2 separate regions of the Sus scrofa genome follow, and region 2 is linked to region 1. A link is a contact called in public HiChIP or PLAC-seq data. All regions are on one chromosome and are shown on one strand. The core of a region is the stretch at or near the end of the contact, and the rest is flanking DNA. Distances in the headings are between cores, read along the strand shown.

Region 1 (5,699 bases), core at 1,160-3,659:
TCCTAGGAGCCCTGGATGGAGGCTTCCGCTTCAGCCTGTCTGATGGTGAGCACACTTCCCCTGGACACTTCTTCCGGGTGGTGGCCCAGAAGCAGCCGCTCCTCTCGCTGGAGGGCAGCCGGACGCTGACTGTCTGCCCAGGTGGGTGCACCACGCCAGGGTCATACTGCCTCTCCAGCCATTGCAGGCCTTGCCCTGGCTCCCGAGCCAAGGCTGACAGTCCCCTTTTGCCTCTCGCAGGCTCTGTCCAGCCACTCAGCAGCCAGAGCCTGCGAGCCAGTTCCAGCGCAGGCACCGACCCCCGCCACCTGCTCTACCAGGTGGTGCAGGGTCCCCAGCTTGGCCGGCTCTTCCACACCCAGCGGGGCCCCGCTGGGGAGGCCCTGGTGAACTTCACTCAGGCAGAGGTAAGGACCCCTCTCTACAGCCACCACTTAGACTCCGGCCTGGAATAGCCCACTCTGCCTCTGGACACACATGTGGACATGGGTACGAGCTCCAGCAGTGTTGGCAGCCACTCCCCGGGCTCACCATGGTCCAGCCTCTGCATGCCCCCCTCCAAGGGCCACCAACCAGTCAGGACCACCAGGGCTTAGTGTTCCGGGGCAGAAAGAAGGATGCAGGAAGTCAGAGCTATAGGGGCTCAGAACAGGGATGATGTTCTGGGGCTTGGCTTCTAGAAGAAACTACAGTTGGACCCTAGGAGCTGAAAATAATACTCTGCATGGGGGACACTAGATACCCCAATGGCTGATGGGGGCAGTGCTTGGTTCAAGGGGATAGAGTTTGGGATGAAGGCAGCTGCTGGGCTGGTGAACAGAGGTGTAAGCCTGGGGCTCAGGTCAAGAGCAGCAAGAAGCAGAATGGGTCCTGAAAGCAGATGAGTGGGCAGAAGGCAGCTGAGTAGGTGAGTTAGGAGCAAAGCTGCCATCCATCCATCCATCCATCACAGCAGCTTCAGGACACAGCTGTCCCACTGCACGCCAGAGGCCATCAGTGAAAACCAGAATTGAGCCACAGGAAGGGTCAGACCGATACGCTGCTGGGATCACAGAGCCCTCTATGCTGTACCAGTGGGGCCAACAGCCATCACTTAAATTAAGGTCCCTTCTAAGTGCAAAAGGTGCAAGCATTCTAGGGCAGCCCTGGTTCTCCCCAGGGCAGGGCAGTATGGAACTTTCAGGCATCGGGGAAGGAAGTCACCTTAACAAGGGCAGGAAGAGTCTCTCAGTCCTCTCGCATCAATATTCCCCAGGCCTGGGTTCTCTGTTCTCCCAGCTTCTGCTATGGCCCCCTTTCTGCTCCTCCCCACAATGAAATATTCAGCAGGCTGGAGGCTGTAGCAGCTGTGCACCCTGAATCCCTGGGAGCCTTTGTCACTGGATGCCCAGGAAGGAGGAGGAAGTCCCCTCCTGGACCTGCTCTGCTTCCCTCACACCCCAGCAATCCAAGTTCTAGAATGAATGGCCCCTAGGGGGTCTGGCTGGCAGGGCCACCCAGGGAAGCTGGGAGGAGGGCAGGACTGGGTGAAGGGGGCAGGCAGGACTGACAGCGCCACTGTCCCTCCATCCTCTGAGTTGGGTGGGGCAGAGATCAGCTTTTCCCACTTTACAGATGAGGAAACTGAGGCTCACAGAGAGAGGTCAGGTGACTTCATTCCAAGTCCATGGCTAGTAAGAAGCAAAACCAGGACTGTGCCTTCAGACTGCTGGCCCAAGATTTCTTTCACCAAAGAACACTGCTGGTTTCCAGAGCTCAGGAAGCCTTCCCACCTCACCTGTGACTTGCCTCATCCCAAGCCAGTCACCCCCACCCACAAGGAGCTCCTGTACCCAGACATCCAACTTCCCACCCCCACCCCTAAGGGTCTCCATTTCCTCCCCACCCACCCATTGGCCTGGGCCAGAGGTTACAGCTGGTAGTCCTTGCAGGCCACAGCTGGCCCACAGATGTGTTTTACTTGGCCTGCACATGCCTTTAATATTTTTAAATTAGTGGTCAAGATATAACCTTTGGGGGATTACACACACACACACACACACACACACACACACACACAGGCCCTGATTTCCAGTTTCTTATAAGACCTGTGTTCCCTCTTCCGGCCATCAACTGAAGAGCAGCTGTCCCTTTGACTGGCTCTGCTCCCGTCTCAACCAGGCAAGGCTCCCCAGTTCACAGCCCCCCTGCTCCTAGAATCTCCCGCACGCTGTGATCCCAGTCAGTTTCCCTCTCTCTATTGCACAAGTCCTGTTTTTCTGAGAGAAGGAAAATAGTTCCCTGTGTCTCCCGAAAGGGGAAAACAAAAGATAAGCCAAGAAGACACGTTGGGATTAGAAGGGGGAGGGAACGGATTGCTTGAGGGAAGTGGAGACTATGCCTTAGTGTTTAACAGGCAGATGGCCCTGGAGCACAGCGGGTGTGGCTGGAGTGGAGTTGCCGTGGGAGGCGTGGGAGGACGGGAGGTCACGGGTAACAGGGTCACACAGGGTCTTTGAGGCCAAATGAGCCCTTGTACTGTCTGAGCGAGAGTGACATAGCCTTATTTACATGGTTAAAGCTTCACTCTGGGAGTTCCCTTCATGGCTCGGTGGAAACAAATCTGACTAGCATCTGTGAGGAGGCAGGTTCGATTCCTGGCTTCTCTCAGTGGGTTAAGGATCCAGCACTGCCGTGAGCTGTGATGTAGGTGGCAGACACGGCTCAGATCCAGCATTGCTGTGGCTGTGGTGTAGGCCAGCAGCTATAGTTCTGATTCGACCCCTAGCCTGGGAGCCTCCACATGCTGCATGTGCGGCCCTAAAAAATAATAATAAAATGAAAGTTCACTCTGACATCTGTGTCAAGAACAAACTGTAGAGGGGGTGGAGCAGGGGCCAAAGCCAGGACGCAGGAGGTTTGGGGAATAATCCGGGCCAGAAATGATGGTATGTGAGAGGAGGAGAGGAATCAGTGGTGACTCAAGAGCTTGGGGCTTGAACCACTGGAAGAACAGAGCTGTGCCCTCTGCAGTGGGAACCTGGGAGCGGTGGGGCAGGTCAGGGATCATCTGGGACATACTGAGTTTGAGACATCCCTCAGACATCCCCACGGAGCTGCCCGAGAAGCAGGTGGTCATGAGCCTGGAGTTTGGGAGAGCACAGCCGGGCTGCAGATACAAATAAAGGGGTCATCTCGTGGCTGGCATTGGAGGATGTGAGGCCCACTGAGAGCCCGTGAGCAGTGCCTGTAGCTAGAGTCTCAAGGCCAAGCCACAGACATTGAGGAGAAGGGGCAGGACCAGCAAGAGTCTGTGAAAAGGCAACTAGTGAGGTCGGAGGGAGACTAAGAGAGCAGAACCTCTTGGAAGCCACCAGGTGCGCTCAAGGAAGGAACGCTCGATTGGGTAGAATGCCGCTGAGCGGATGAGTGAAAGGAGGCCTGGGAATAGACCACTGGGTCCAGCAACCCAGAGGCCATTGTGCCCTTGGCAGCCATAGGAGCAGAAGCCTGGGTGGAGTGCACTCAGAATGGCATGGGGAAGAGTGTAGACTATTCTTTTTGGACTCTGCTGCAAAGAAGAGCAAAAAAAAGAGTTCCCTGGTGGCTTAGCAGGTTAAGGATCCAGCATTGTCACTACTGGGGCTCCGGTCCCTGCAATGGTGGGAACTTGACCTCTGGCCCAGGAACTTTTGCATGCCTCAAATTCAGCCAAAAAAGAAGAAGAAAGGAGTTCCCGTCCTGGCTCAGTGGTTAACGAATCCGACTAGGAACCATGAGGTTGAGGGTTTGATCACTGGCCTCGCTCAGTGGGTTAAGGATCTGGTGTTGCCGTGAGCTGTGGGGTAGGTTGCAGATGTGGCTTGGGTCCCACATTGCTGTGGCTGTGGTGTAGGACAGTGAAGTCAAGAAGTTTTTTCTTTTTTTGTGTGTGTGCTTTTTTTTTTTTTTTTTTTGTCTTTTTAGGGCCACCCTCACTCACTGCATGTGGAAGTTCCCCGGCTAGGGGTCGAATCAGAGCTGTAGCTGCTGGGCCTACACCACAGTCACAGTAACTGGGGATCTGAGCCACGTCTGCAACCTACACCACAGCTCACGGCAATGCCGGATCCTTAACCCATTGAGTGAGGCCAGGGGTCAAACCTGCGTCCTCATGGATACTAGTCCACTGAGCCACAATGAGAACTCCAAGAGAAGTTTTTTCTTTAAGGTGGAGGGTTAGCTTAGTTGCGTAATGATAAGAATGACTCACCTGGGGGAAGAAAGACAGGAGATGGTAAGAGCGGTGTCTTCAGAGAGAAAAGAGGCAGGGATTTCATTGCAAAAGAGGAAAGATATGCTATTGAGAGAAACACAGAGAGGAAGACTTGCCCCAGGGGCAGAGCTGGGGCTTGACAAAGGCATCCAGCTGCAGCTCCGGGCTCTTCACTGTCATGGGACTGTTTTATGGTGACCCACTGAGTTGATGAGGGAGAGTGCAGGCTCCAGACAACATGATGCACAGCAGGGAGCACCTCAAGGGAGGCTGGACACTGAGGGGCTGGCAGGGAGCTCCAAATGCCCCACCTGGGACCAGCCTGTGATGAGGCTCCTGGGCACCACAGGCTAGACCTGCCTCCATCCCAACAATGGGTTATCCCCACAGGTATATGCTGGGAATGTTCTCTATGAGCACGAGATGCCCCCCGAGCCCTTCTGGGAGGCCCGCGACACTCTGGAGCTCCAGCTCTCCTCACCTCCTGCCCCCGACGTGGCCACCACCCTTGCTGTGTCCGTGTCTTTCGAGGCTGCCTGTCCCCAGCGCCCCAGCCGCCTCTGGAGGAACAAAGGTGAATTGCATGATTGAGCTGGCAAAGTTGGGGGGACACTGGGAGAGGCCCAGAGAGGAGGGGACATAGGCCAAGGTCAGTAGTTCATGGCAATTCCCAGGACATGGTAAATTATAGAGAGGGTGGGTGAGTGGGGAGGCTTTGAGGTCAGATTCTGGTCCTCCTGGGCCCCTGAGCCCCAACCTGGGGCACCTGGCCTGAGGCGGGAAGCACAACCTTGCCTTGAGGACCTGGGTCCGAGGGTCCACAGCTCTGCCCTCAGCGGATGGTAGCATCATCGCCTGTGTCCCGCCCCCAGGTCTCTGGGTCTCCGAAGGCCAGCGGGCCGAGATCACCACGGCCGCCCTCGATGCTTCCAACCTCCTGGCCAGTGTTCCATCACCGCAGCGCCTGGAGCATGACGTGCTCTTCCAGATCACACAGTTTCCCACACGGGGCCAGCTGTTGGTGTCCGAAGAGCCCCTCCACGCCGGGCGGCCCCACTTCCTGCAGTCTGAGCTGGCCTCAGGGCAGCTGGTGTACGCCCACGGCGGTGGGGGCACCCAGCAGGATGGCTTCCGCTTCCGTGCCCACCTCCAGGGGCCAGCTGGGACCTTGGTGGCGGGACCCCACACCTCAGAGGCCTTCGCCATCACAGTGCGAGACGTGAATGAGCGGCCCCCTCAGCCACAGGCCTCCATCCCACTCCGGCTCACCCGGGGCTCCCGCAGTCCCCTCTCCCGGGCCCAGCTGAGCGTGGTGGACCCAGACTCGGCTCCTGGGGAGATAGAGTACGAGGTTCAGCGGGCCCCCCACAATGGCTACCTGAGCCTGCCAGGGGCCAGCCCAGGGCCAGTGACCCGCTTCACCCAGGCTGATGTGGATGCAGGGCGGTTGGCCTTCGTGGCCAAT
Region 2 (5,699 bases), core at 1,886-4,385, 540 kb after region 1:
TCACAGACAAGGCTCGGATCTGGGATCTGGCGTTGCTGTGGCTATGGTGTAGGCCAGCGGCTACAGCTACAATTCAACCCCTAGCCTGGGAATGTCCATATGCCGAGGGTGTGGCTCTTAAAAGCAAAAAAAAAGCTAGAATTTTTAATGGAACTTTGGAATTGCCTCTGGCTTTTGGTTATCCAGGTCCTCCCAAGGCCCGACCCCCAAACCAGCCCATGAAGTCGGTTCCTGGTGCTACCATTTTAGTTATTTTTTCTTTGATGCCCTAAAGCAATTTTATCCCAAAGGGTCACTTGATTAAGTCAAGTGCCATGGAGATAAAAGCTCTCAGAGGCTGCTGGAGGCCTTGATTCCAGCAGGCAGGCTTCCTGGGGCTCCTGCAAGGCACCTCTACTGCAGAGGTCTGAGGGCATGCACAGGGAACCCACTCACGCCAGCCTGGAAAGGCAAGAGGGCAGGAAACCTGCTCCGACTTCAGCTCCAAATAGGCAAACAAGCCCCTGCCCCACGCAGCCACCAAAGGGCAGTTAGGTCAAAGGCAGAGTAGCAGAGGTTTATAGGGCACAGCATGAGTCTCTCTGGAGTCTACTTCTCCCACCCATGTGTTCTACTGTGGGGGCTCAGACACCCAGGCCCCATCTCAGGCACAGCGAGCTAATGAGGATGACACCAGGAAGCAAGGGGCCTGCATTCTAGGACAGGTTCCAACTCTGCAGGCTGCGAACCTGTCACTTGCATAAAGTGCATGTCAGCGTAGGGCCGGGGATTTTATTTTTCCCAAAATGAGACAGTCTATTTCAGTAAACATAAGAAAGCTCACTGACAAGAACACACAACTAGCTTTAACTTACATTTATTTGATGCTACGTAAAGGCAGCAGGGTGGCCATTGTGCACATATTATCTCATTTAATCCTTTCAGCAACTCCATGAAGGTAGGATAATACAGATGAGGAGAGTGAGGGTCAGAGAGGTTGAGCCCTGAGCCACGTCCCACAGCTAGTACGTGGCAGAGCTGGGATCTGACGAGGGGCTGTCTGGCTGCAAAGGCCCTTGCCCTTAATCATCATACGACATGGGGACTAGGAAGTGCTGGTCAGCTGCCAGCCCAGACCCTTCCCCAGCCACAACTAGCGATGCCCCTAATCACCAAAACCCCGGACAGGCTGTAAAGGAAGGATGGAGTCATAAAGGAAGAACGGAGTCTCCCCAAAAGTCACTTTTCTTTATTCTCAGTACTCCTCTCACAGCATGGTCCCGCCAATTCATAGGCTTCCCTGTACCCACCAAAGAGCTGAAGCTCCAAAGGCCTGGGGATCACCAGCCGTGGCTCTTTCTAAAAGCAGTTCCTGGGCGCCATGGAGGATCAAGATTTCTCAGTCACTCCTAAGTCCCCTTCCCGAAGCACAGGCACAATACCGCAGCTTGCTCCTCGGACTTGCTGCGCCCATCCCAGGAAAAGCTGGAGAAGAACTCCAGAAAGCAGGTGGCTCCTGGTTGAAAGAAGTTGGGACCTGGGCCTTTGGTTTAGTTTAACCTGGGTCAGGTCAGATCCCTGTTCAGCAAATGCAGGGAGTCTTCACCCCATTTTGTCAAAGGCCACCTTCTTCACCAACTTGGCCTGAAAACATGCTGAGTGCGGAGGGACATGTGTGACGGAATCCCGGGTTCAACTCTGCTGGAAGCCACCGTGCTGGAAGAGGACTTCTTTCACTTTGTCCACAATGGTGCCCACCTCAGCCATGGCCCCCAGACCTGGGGAGCAGAGCTCTACTGTGACCCTGCAGACTGAGGCAGGGGACCATTCCCCACCCACCCCACCCAGTGCTCCCCAGTGCCCCACCCAGAGCCCGAGGCCTGGGAAGGGCAGGACCAGGGCTGAGCCAGACCCATCCAGTCCCTCCCACGAAACCCTCCGGACAGTCCCAGGAATGGTTACAGTAGCCATCTGAACTATGTGGGCTGCATGTCAGGGAAGATGCGAGGCATTTTACTGTCTCATTTAATCCTAACAACTCTGACAAGGAAGAATTTCCATTTCCATTTCCCAGATGAGAAAGCCGAGCTCAAAGGAGAAGGGTTTTACCTGAGGTCACAGCAGACTAGGATCTGAAGCTGAGCCCTGCCCCAGCCCCAGGCCGTAGGAATGAGCTGTGAGCCTGGCCAGACACCCACCTTGGTCTCCACAGACCAGCTTCTTGGCCACACAGGGGATCTCGACATAGCCGAAGGCCTTGAGCTGGCACACCTGCTGCTCAGTGAGGGGGTGCTCCCACATGGCAGTGTTCATTGCTGGGCAGAAGAGCAGGGGCTTGCTGCGGTCCCAGGCCCGGATGACACAGGTCTGTGAAGAGGGGGGTGGGGGGACTGTGGGCTCAGTTTGCTGTCTGTGGAGCTGTCTCAGCCTCGGGGTGGGGCCATGTCCCCTGGTCCTCTCACCTCCCCACAGGCTACACACAGGAGATGCTCTACCAACTCTGGCAATGACCCAGCCACTTCTAAGCAGACCTCTCCTCCTGTGCAAACAAGGCTCCCTGTGCCCAAGCAATGTCTTCCCCAGAGCCGGCCCTTGCAGACAGAAGCAGCTCACAGAGTCCTCAGTGCCGTGAGCTTTGCAATCACGTGGACCTGGGTTCAAATCTTGCTGCGCTATCTGCTGTCACTAGCCATGAGAACTTGAACACTTGTTCCTTCACGCCAGGAGTCTCAGCTTCCTCTCTGCAAAAGCCCCCTCACCGAGCAGTCATGAGGACAGAGGGTGTGTGCTCACTTATAAAGCTCTTCGCACAAGGCCTGGCACAAAGTATGGCCTCCAGAAATAGTAGCTCCTGTTATTATAACAAGGATAGGGGTGTCTCGGGGAGAAATAAGCTCTGAGTCCCCTAGGAATGTGCTCCCCTGGGCTCTGACTGCTCCAGGTGCCTCTGCCTGGGCTGTGGACCCTTTAGGGAGATAGCGGCTGACACACCCTTTCCCTGAAGTGGATCCTGTCTGGGAAAAGAGGGGGAGTCCAGACAACAATGCCACAAACAGGCCAGAGAAAATGCCTGTCCTTCTCAGTGCCCTTGCCCTCTCCTAGGACAGGAAGGAAGTGGGACAGCACACAGCCTCAGGATCTGGCTGCTTGCGTCGTCCCAGACACCAGTGTTTGTTTCCCACCCAGTCCTCGTAATGAGGCAACCAGGCTATGAGTGGACAGTTTCAGTCCACACTTCCTCTTGGCCACGTGCCACCTGCTGCTTCTGTGGAAGTCATGAGCATCCCTAGAAGAGCCCCTTGACTGTGTGGGAGGCAGAGGCAGGGCTGGGGTTTCTAAAGGCGCTCAAAGCAAAACACACCAGCCAGAGCACAAACCCAACATCTCCATGCCCCCCCACCTCTCTAGCTTTTCCCACCCCATCTCAAAGCTCAGCGTTTCCTGGACAAACCACAGCTCCTCCAAACCTTCCAGCAGTAGGAGGGCTGAAAGGAGGCATCAGTTCCCACAGTCACTTGTTTGGCCAATGTTGTGTGCAGCACCTCAGGCTCTGCCCCTGGGAATCCACTTGGGTGAAGAGAAGCCCTGGATCCGTGTCAGAAGACCAGCTCCCAGCTGGACTGGTGACCCAGGAAAGTCACCTTCTCTTTCTGGATCTGCTGCATTACTGAGAACAAAGAAGGGCCAGAGGACAGATGCACCTCACCCAGGCCCAGGGCCCAGAGATTGGGAGCACAGGTTCATGCCTAGCACGCTGCCCTGATAGCACCCCAAGTTCTGGATACTGGAAAGGAAGAAGACCTGAAGGAGGGAGGAAGCAGGGCAAGTGTCTTTGGGGGTTATATAAGGAAAAAATATCTTCTGAGAGAAGACAGAGCCACAGATCATGATGGCAATAGTTTAAACTTTATAAGACTTGAAGTTCTTTGGAGTTCCCGTCGTGTCTCAGCAGAAACGAATCTGACTAGCATCCATGAGGGCGCAGGTTCGATTTCTGGCCTCGCTCAGTGGGTTAAGGATCCAGCGTTGCTGTGAGCTGTGGTGTAGGTAGCAGATGTGGCTTGGACCCCACATTGCTGTGGCTGCGGTTATGGCATAGGCCAGCAGCTACAGCTCCTATTCGACCCTTAGCCTAGGAACTTCCATATGCTGCGGGTGCAGCACTAAAAAGCCAAAAAAAAAAAAAAAAAAAAAAAAAAAGCTCTTCAGTTCTTTGAAGTATTTGTGCCTTCAAATGCAACCTTTGAGGCCAAGGGCCTCGGGGCTCATCTTGAGAACATGATCCATTGCGCAGCCAACTCAGTAGGAGGGAAACCCTAAAGATTTCAGGGAGTGGTGAGCTTTGAAGAAAAGAGGAAAACAGCTTTCAGAAGGAAGGAAGGAGACCTCACAAAGTTGGCCAGACCGGGGCTTAGCTCCTGGAGGTCAGTGTGCTTTGTCACATCAGCTGGCTGCTCGCCAGCCGGTGGGAAGCCTGGAGATCTGGTGAGACGGTGCTGGCTACACACAACACTCAGCCAAGAAGATGAAAGTGGCCGGGAGCCTGACCTGCTCCAGCCGCCCTGCCAGCCTGGCACCAGCCCCACTGGGAAGGCTTCTTGACAACATTGCCCCTAGGCTCGCTCTCCTCTGTGCTCCTTTGCCCCTGCCCTACAACACGATCTGTGTGTTGCTCTTTTTCTGATCACCTGTGCTCAATGATGCTTAAATCACCAGCAGCTCTTCAAGAAGTGCCTTAAACACCCATCAGCAAGCATATGAGGAGACAAACCTCCTATCTGACTCCTCAAAACCAGCTCCGTTAGTCACTTTTTCATCATATTCAACTCTGAAAACCTCCTGGCTGTTAGCCAAAGTCAAATTACTAATTACGTCATACATACCATAAGTATTTATTGAATGCCGACTACACACCCAGCACTGTGTAAGGTGTGACTCCAGTGTCCACACACTGTGCAGGTGTGTCACTGTACCACATACCAGAGCAGACCCCAAAACCCTTTCCTTCCAGACTGTGAGCTCCCTGTGTCCCTCCACATGGGGCCTGGTACATGGTCGGTAAGAGCTCTCGGAATGAAGGAAGGGGTGATGGGGGACAGGGAGGAAGGAGAGGGAGGGGATGGCACCCAGCCTCCCCTGGATGTTCATGTGGACAAAGGCTCTTTAAGGACAGCAACTCCCGGGAGGTCCCTCACGCCTAAGCCAATCCACACTCTGGACAGCTGGACTCCTGTTCCTCTCCTTCAGCCCAAGCCTCTCACCCTTTCTCTCTCTTCCTCTTTAAGCTTTCCGTACATACAGGAAACCACAGCTCAGCCTAGCGGCTAAAGCTATAGGAGAGATAAGTGTGTGAGATCCATGAGGAAGTGAGCACGCTTATCAGATTGCCCATGTGGATACCCAGATCCTGGTGAGAAGGCAGAGCCGAGAGGGGCAGGCGACAGGGCTGGGCAGGGAGGCCAGCGGAGAAGCATGTCAAGGGCAGCCCAGGAACTAGAGACAAAGAGAAAGGACCTGAGTGTCGAGGGGCAGGGGAGAGGTGGACACCCTCAGAGGGCAACCTGCCAAGACCTGGCCTTCTGCCACTTGCAGGAGAGCAGGTGAGACCAGATGGGGGGGCGGGGTGGCCCAGAAAACTGTGTCCTGAGCCAACTGGTCCACTGTAAATGATTCCAAGCTGAGAACCCTGCACAGCGGCAGTCTGCGCTCAGCAAACTGGG

Evidence for each region. HiChIP or PLAC-seq counts read pairs in DNA pulled down with a chosen protein or histone mark.
Region 2: a contact with region 1 is called in an H3K27ac HiChIP or PLAC-seq map of alveolar macrophages. The contact joins two enhancer-like sites. A contact is called at or near these places in 2 of 2 datasets of contacts at active chromatin or transcription factors (alveolar macrophages and skeletal muscle).

The regions. Positions count from the first base shown.
Region 1 is chr7:57,980,477-57,986,175 of Sscrofa11.1, forward strand. CSPG4 (chondroitin sulfate proteoglycan 4) reads left to right here. Exons shown (of 10, transcript XM_003128485.6): 7 at 7-141; 8 at 241-407; 9 at 4,625-4,808; 10 at 5,107-5,699. Among named protein-coding and RNA genes, the nearest start is that of SNX33, 32 kb to the right of the region's middle. Within about 2 kb of position 2,410, at least 5 of the 83 cell types and tissues checked have an H3K27ac peak or open chromatin away from gene starts, as enhancers often do. A contact at or near this core is called in alveolar macrophages, where this site is marked.
Region 2 is chr7:58,524,301-58,529,999 of Sscrofa11.1, forward strand. PPCDC (phosphopantothenoylcysteine decarboxylase) reads right to left here. Exons shown (of 6, transcript NM_001243368.1): 5 at 2,178-2,346; 6 at 1,207-1,757. The coding sequence ends at 1,672. Among named protein-coding and RNA genes, the nearest start is that of PPCDC, 22 kb to the right of the region's middle. Within about 2 kb of position 3,136, at least 27 of the 83 cell types and tissues checked have an H3K27ac peak or open chromatin away from gene starts, as enhancers often do. A contact at or near this core is called in alveolar macrophages, where this site is marked.